Regions from separate parts of the Macaca mulatta genome. Here region 2 is linked to region 1. A link is a contact called in public Hi-C data. All regions are on one chromosome and are shown on one strand. The core of a region is the stretch at or near the end of the contact, and the rest is flanking DNA. Distances in the headings are between cores, read along the strand shown. Region 1 holds the start of SMARCD1 (SWI/SNF related, matrix associated, actin dependent regulator of chromatin, subfamily d, member 1). Region 2 holds the start of CERS5 (ceramide synthase 5).

Region 1 (3,557 bases), core at 329-2,828:
TACCAGTTCACGAATCTTAGGAACAGAAAAATTAATTGAAATCTAGGATGATTCATCTCTATACTCAAACCTACCACACTTTCCAGAAAACAGCCTGGACTCACCCTTTGAGGTAGAATTTTGTCAGCCATCTTCTTTTTCTTTGCACTGTTGGGAATAAACACTATTATCAGGTTGGGACAGAACTAGTCAGAACGTGAAAATAAGCTGTCAGCATGTCCATTTATAGTAATGTGAAGGGATTGCAAAGCTTCTCTCAAATCAAAGAACTACCACCACCACCACCACCACCACCACCACCACCACCAAGCATTCTCAATCATCCTGTAGCACCATCTGCTGACACAGCACCACCACTTCTTGGTTCAGGTAATCCCACCACCTGTGTACTCCCAGGCTCCCTCCCTCCCTCCCTCTGCCCCAGGATCATCTTACTTGTGGTTTCGATTTTGGACAGCCTGCTGCTGGACCTGCTGGATCTGCTGAGGGGCAGGTCTCTTGCGGGACTGATCCATCCCTGACTGGGCCAGGCCAGGTCGGACTGAAGGGTTCCCCCCATAGCCAGGGGGTCCCATGGAAGGTCCCTGAGGTGTCATTCGGCTGCCTGGCAACATACCTGGTCTCTACAGAGGGGAGAGGACCCAGAGATGTCATGGTTTCACCTGCTAAACCCCACCAAGAAAGAAAAGCAGGGAACGCCTGAGTTCTTTGAATGAAGTAAGGTTTACGGATGGAATGGAGGACAATGAGACGAGAACCCTCTGCTCCAGCAGTGACTCCACAGAAAAATAAAGAGTCCAAAAGCTAAGCGAGAGCCAGATTATACTCAAATTATCGGTCTATTTTGGATCGGACACATCGGACATCGCCAGTTCCACATTTACTCTGCTAGCTACTATCTCTTTAGAAGCTGACCTCAATTTGTCAACTACACGTTCTGTGTTCCTTTGATCAATGGAGCTGCTCAAGCCCCTCTGCACTCCGGCCCTCGTACAGGTATCCCTGGACCCACTTCACCCACCCTGGTTCTCTACCGACTCCCCACGGAAACAATGCCCCTAGGAGCAGGTGTGGACGCCAACTGCCTCCCCCTCTCTTCCTGCGCACTGCCTCCCCCAACCCCCACCCAGAGCCCGAACCCCTCCCAAGGGAGTCCCTCCTACTTCTCCCCCCACCCCTGTCACTCCCACGTCCCCGCTCGGCCCCGCCCCCGGCCCGCGCGTCCCTCCTCCTGCCCCACTCACCGGATAGGCCGCTCCGGGCATCGGGGAGCGGTACAGCCCTTGACCCGGAGCCGGGCCCATTCGCACGGGAGGCCCCGGAGTTCCGCCCGGGCCCAGGGCAGCAGCCGCGCCCGCCCCTCCCGAGGCTCCGGCGCCGCCGCTCGGAGCCACAGACTGGAAACCCGCCCGGGCCGCCATCTTCCCGGAGCCGCCGATGCAGCTGCACAAAGAACCGGAACCGGAACTCCCCCCGCCCCCTGAGCGCCCCCCGAGCGCCCGCCTGTTCCCCCGGCCGGCTGGCCGGCACGGGAGGCTCAGGGCAGCGAGACTGTCGCCTAGAGAGGAGCGAGTAGCGGAAAAGGCGTGCTGGCCACGCCCTCCCGCCTTCACGGTCCTGGAGGGAAAACCATAGAGAAGAACTCTGGGATAGAGAGGCCCCGTGAGCGGGCGCCCCCAGGCCGACGGGAGGTAGACAAGGACCTGGAAAGGGGGACGGACCACAGCCTCAGCCCCAGTCTCAACCCCGACTCCAGCCCGCTGATGATGAGGTGCTTGGAGTAATAGCTTCATCTTGGCGCATGGCATTAACTTCCCAAAACGCTTTGATTGCTTTTCGTTTCATTTTCTTACTGCTATAACTATCAGGGGCTGAGGAGGGAAACACAGTTTATTCCATTTTCCAAATAGGAAAGCTGAACTCACAGGTGAACGACTTGGCAAAGGTCAACCAGCAAGTTAGTCATAAAGCCGAAGCCAAGATTCCAGGTCTTCTTGCTCATAGCCCAGGACTCATTCCACAGATAAAGTGCCTCAATAACTACCTCACGTGGGAACTTCAACCTAACTTTGTCTCCGACCTAACCTGCTTCCGGATTATTATTATTATTATTTTTTCGACATGAGGTCTCTCTTTGTCACAGTGGCACCATCTCAGCTCACTGCAACCTCCGCCTCCCAGGCTCAAGTGATCCTCCCACCTCAGCCTCCCGAGTAGCTGGGATCACAGGCATGCACCACCATGCCAGGCTGTTTTGTATTTTTGGTAGAGACAGGGTTTCACCATGTTGCCCATGTTGGTTTCAAACTCCTAAGCTCAAGTGGTCTGCGCGCCTCAGCCTCCCAAAATGCTGGGATTACAGGTGTGAGCCATTGTGCCTGGCCTCAGATTTTTTTTTAATATTAAAAAATAGGGATGGGGGTTTCATTATGTTGCGTAGGCTGGTCTCGAACTCCTGGCCTCAAGTGATCCGCCCGTCTCAGCCTCCCAAAGTGTTGGGATTACAGGCGTGAGCCACCGTGCCAGCCTGCTTTCAGATTTTATAATAAGTTCCAGTTTATCTTGAATTTTGACTCTGCTCTCTCTCTAAAGCATTGTTTGTGATGGGGATTCTGTTTTGGACCTTTGTTGCCTTTGACTCCTCCCTCTTTCCCTGCCCAGTGGTTCAAACTATTCCTGATACGATGGTCAGCCGTCCCATCCCAGGAGGACCACAGTCTCCCTACTCAAACCTTCTCCTTACTCATCCCCTAATTGTTTGGCCCCAAAACCAAGCTCAGCTCTAGGCACTTAGTGAGAATACCTAAATATGTTTTCAAATAAGTGAACAACACTGAAGAGGAGATGGTTGAAACCCAGTTTATTAGACCAGAGGCATGCGTCACCCAAAGCCCTGCCTGCTGTTCCCCTATCCAATGCACACTTTTTGGCCTCATTCCTGCTTCCCTCTGGGGAGGTATGATCTCTGAGGAACTCCCAGGAACCAAGAGATTCCAAAGATCCTATAGCCTTACTCTCCAGCTCCAGGCCAATGCACAGGTGACCTGCTCACAGGTCCTGTTCTGGGATTGAAGACCAAGACACAGCTGGGGAAGGAAGGCCTGGAGAGGGGCTGGGGCTTAGGCCTGGAAGGAGTGTCTGGTGGAGGGAGGGGGCAGGCCCTCCACCTCACTTGTCTCTCATTAAGATAGGGAGGGACAACAGCAGAGCTTTCAACTCCTCCTCTAGGCCTCTCTTTCCTACCAAACCCACCTCACCAGAAAATAAAAGTGGTGGGCTTGGGTATCAGGTGAGGAAAGGGGGCTGGGCACCCAGAAGGAGGAAAGGCCACTGACTGAGGACCTCAGCTTCTGCCTGTTAGCATCCCACTGCCCCAGCTTTAGGAGTCACCAATCCCCAGCTCCCTTCTGTCTCTGACACACTTGGCTTAGTGTCCAGGGCAGACCTCCATCCCCTGGGTGGGGGCTATCTCTACAGCAACCCCTTCCCTGGGGATGCTACTGTCAGCTGGGCAAAGGGCCAATGGGATAGGAGGAGCAGGGGAAGAGAATGTTAAG
Region 2 (3,557 bases), core at 549-3,048, 84 kb before region 1:
TTGGCCTTCCAAAGTGTTGGGATTACAGGCGTGAGCCACCGCACCCGCCCTGCCTTTAGGAATATTTTTTGAGTGCCTCCCTTTTTTTTTTTTTTTTTTTTTGAGATGGAGTCTCGCTCTGTTGCCCAGGCTGGAGTGCAGTGGTGTGATCTCTGCTCACTGCAAGCTCCGCCTCCCGTGTTCACGCCATTCTCCTGCCTCAGCCTCCCGAGTAGCTGGGACTACAGACGCCCGCCACCACGCCCGGCTAATTTGTGTGTGTGTGTGTGTGTGTGTGTGTGTATTTTTAATAGAGACGGGTTTCACTGTGTTAGCCAGGATGGTCTCGATCTCTTAACCTCGTGATCCGCCCGCCTCGGCCTCCCAAAGTGCTGGGATTACAGGTGTGAGCCACCGCGCCCGGACAAGTGCCTCCCTTTTCGAGTTGTTTTTCTTCGGTTTCCTTTTCCCCAAGAGAAGAATAAAAGGATTTTTGTAAACTGTTCTTTTATTTTCATTACTGCTTCGAGACGGAGTCTTTGGTCTGTCGCCCAGGCTGGAGTGCAATGGCACGATCTCGGCTCACTGCAAACCTCACTGCAACCTCGGCTCACTGCAACCTCCCAGGTTCAAGCGATTCTCCTGTCTCAGCTTTCCGAGTAGCTGGAATTACAGGCACAGCGCCACCAGGCCCGGCTAATTTTTGTATTTTTAGTAGAGACGGGGTTTTGCCATGTTGGCCAAGGTGGTCTCAAACTCCTGACCTCAGGTGATCCGCCTGCGTTGGCCTCCGAACGTGCTGGGATTACAGACGTGAGCCACCGCGCCCGGCCTTTTGTAAACTGTTAAGTCCATCTTTTCCGAGGAAAAGTGACTAATTTTTTTTTTTTTTTTTTTTTTTTTTTTTTTTTTTTTGAGACGGAGTCTCGCTCTGTCGCCCAGGCTGGAGTGCAGTGGCACCATCTCGGCTCACTGCAAGCTCCGCCTCCCGGGTTCACGCCATTCTCCTGCCTCAGCCTCCCGAGTAGCTGGGACTACAGGCACTCGCCGCCACCTCGCCTGGCTAGTTTTTTGTATTTTTAGTAGAGACGGGGTTTCGCCGTGTTAGCCAGGATGGTCTTGATCCCCTGACCTCGTGATCCGCCCGTCTCGGCCTCCCAAAGTGCTGGGATTACAGGCTTGAGCCACCGCGCCCGGCCCAAAGTGACTAATTTTTAAGGGATAAAGCAGTGAAAGTAGGCTGAGGTCATGGGGCACGAAGGGAAGAAAAGGTTGGGAGCAAAAAGAACTCTGGTGGCAGACAGTAGTGGGCAGGACCAGCAGAGATCCAAGAGAAGCCATGACCTGAGAGATCGATCTGGCCTCCGGGAGTGGAGACAGAGATACCGCCTGGGTGGGAGCGGGAACGTACTTGATTCTGACAGGCTGAGAAAGGAGAATGTCCCCGTAAAGGAGCTAGGCCTGAAATAAGGGGTGTGGCCGTGGCTGGATGGAGGAGTGAGTGAGGAGCAGAAGCGCGGCCAAGACTAGCAGCAAAAGAGGGTGGGCCCAGCACCGCCCGGGGCGTGGCCCCAGGACCCGGCTGGGCGAGTCAGAGGCTCGGGAAGGGGCGTGGATCCCCGGAGGCGGTTCCCGGGTTGCGGTGAGGGAAGTGGGTCGGGAGGAGAGATGGGCGGTGAAGAGGCCCGGCTCTGCCGGGGAGGCGGGCGGATCCGTGGCGGTGTTCAGAAGGGGCCGGAAGGGGGTGGCCGCTGGTCGGGCCCCGCCCTGGGGCCGCCTCCCCGCGGGTTCCGTTGGCTGTGGCAGCAGCTGACGCTTGTGGCGGCGGTGGCTCGGGGTGGGCGTAAGATGGCGACAGCAGCGCAGGGACCCCTAAGCTTGCTGTGGGGCTGGCTGTGGAGCGAGCGCTTCTGGCTACCCCAGAACGTGACCTGGGCTGATCTGGAGGGGCCGGCCGACGGCTACGGCTACCCGCGCGGCCGGCACATCCTCTCGGTGTTCCCGCTGGCGGCGGGCATCTTCTTCGTGAGGCTGCTCTTCGAAAGGTGAGAGCCCGCGAGCGAGCGGCTCGAGGGGCCGGGCGAGGGCAGGGGCGCCCCGCTGTGGGAAGGACCGAGGGCCGGAAGCAGAACTGCAGGGAAAGCCCGGAAGCAGGGGCTAGGGGAGCTTGGGCCGCGGCGGGTGATGCTAGGCGAGTGGGCGAGGTGGTAGCGGAGCCTGGGTGGAGAAGGAGTTTGGGGCGTGGGCAAGAGAAAGAGTGGGGGTCTAGGGGAATGCTGGGTCCCTTCAATGTTAGATCCGGAGTTGGCTTGGCGGGGGCGGTCATATAGGCCTCCTCCCAACCTCCAAGGGTCTTACAGATGAGGAAACAGGTTCAGTGTGAACTCTGGCAGAGGCCCCGAAGAGAGGGATAGGAAGGGCCCAGGAGAACCGCAGCTAGTTGTGACCATGGAAGCCGAGGAGTCAACCCAAGGGCCAGACGTTCCAAGGGAAAGGAATGGATTCATCAGAATTTTAAGATTCGTTAGGACGCTTGCGTTTCTGAGAACTGAGGGGAACAGGATTAGTTTGGGAGTTGGTTTGGTATGTCAACTCATGCACGTTTGTTGGTAGGAGGGTAGAAATCTGGTGGGGATAGGGTGTGGTGGAGCCCGAGGCTTCCAAAGTATGGAAAGATGTCAGATTAGTTGCAGAACAGGCCTTGGGGCCTGAAATGGAAGGAGGAGTGTTCGAAGGGATAGAGAGCCATAGGGCTTATCAGAGGACAGCTATATTGAGCCAGCTTCTTTTTTTTTGAGACGGAGTTTCGTTCTTGTTGCCCAGGCTGGAGTACAATGGCACGATCTCGGCTCAACGCAACCTCCGCCTCCCCAGTTCAAGCGATTCTCCTTCCTCAGCCTCCCGAGTAGCTGGGATTACAGGCGCGCACCACCACGCCCTGCTAATTTTTGTATTTTTAGTAGAGAAGGGGTTTCGCCATGTTGGCCCGGCTGGTCTCTAACTCCTGACCTCAAGTGATCCGCCCGCCTCTGCCTCCCAAAGTGCTGGGATTACAGGCGTGAGCCACCGCACCCGGCCTTGAGCCAGCTTCTAAATGAGTTTAGCAGAATTGCAATATACTTTGTTCAACCATGTGATTTCACCTTTAAGTGAATGGATCATATCTGTTTGTCCAAGATATTCACTGAGGCTTTGGTGTGTGATATTATAATGTGAATTTATAGCTGTGGGTGATTTTGATCAAGTCTACTTAGACTCCAAGAAAGGAGACGTGTTTTTGCCATAGGCCTCAGGTAATGAGGGTGTTTCTTGGACAGCTGTTCGTTTTGCCTTTATCCAAGCATAAATGATTGTAATGCAGGAATGCCCTTTCTGGGATGGGACTATGCTGCAGGTGAAACAATCTGTTAATTTCTGAAAGATAGCATCTGTTTGGGATTGCTTCTTCGATTTGCCTACTATTTTTGACTCAAATCTTTCAAAATATTGTGTTCTATTTAGCTAGTCACTCGTCCATTTATTCGTAGTATTTGTGTGTCATCATCAAAATGCTCTGCCAGACGTTCAAGTGCAAAAAT

The links. Hi-C and Micro-C count contacts between places; a contact is called where the count stands out from the background.
Region 2: a Hi-C map of fetal cortex germinal zone shows a contact between it and region 1, with 5 times the contacts expected there. The contact joins the promoter of CERS5 here to the promoter of SMARCD1 in region 1. A contact is called at or near these places in 7 of 14 Hi-C or Micro-C datasets (CD4 T cells, blood, cortical neurons and 4 more).

What each region holds. Positions count from the first base shown.
Region 1 is chr11:57,256,915-57,260,471 of T2T-MMU8v2.0, reverse strand. SMARCD1 (SWI/SNF related, matrix associated, actin dependent regulator of chromatin, subfamily d, member 1) reads right to left here and starts at 1,578. Exons shown (of 11, transcript XM_077954164.1): 1 at 1,245-1,578; 2 at 436-623; 3 at 105-147; 4 at 1-15. The coding sequence starts at 1,421. It overlaps ASIC1 (acid sensing ion channel subunit 1), which reads right to left. Exons shown (of 12, transcript NM_001261065.1): 12 at 2,846-3,557.
Region 2 is chr11:57,341,462-57,345,018 of T2T-MMU8v2.0, reverse strand. It overlaps CERS5 (ceramide synthase 5), which reads left to right and starts at 1,798. Exons shown (of 10, transcript XM_077954172.1): 1 at 1,798-2,024. It overlaps LOC144332869 (a long non-coding RNA gene), which reads right to left. Exons shown (of 2, transcript XR_013401065.1): 2 at 3,288-3,557.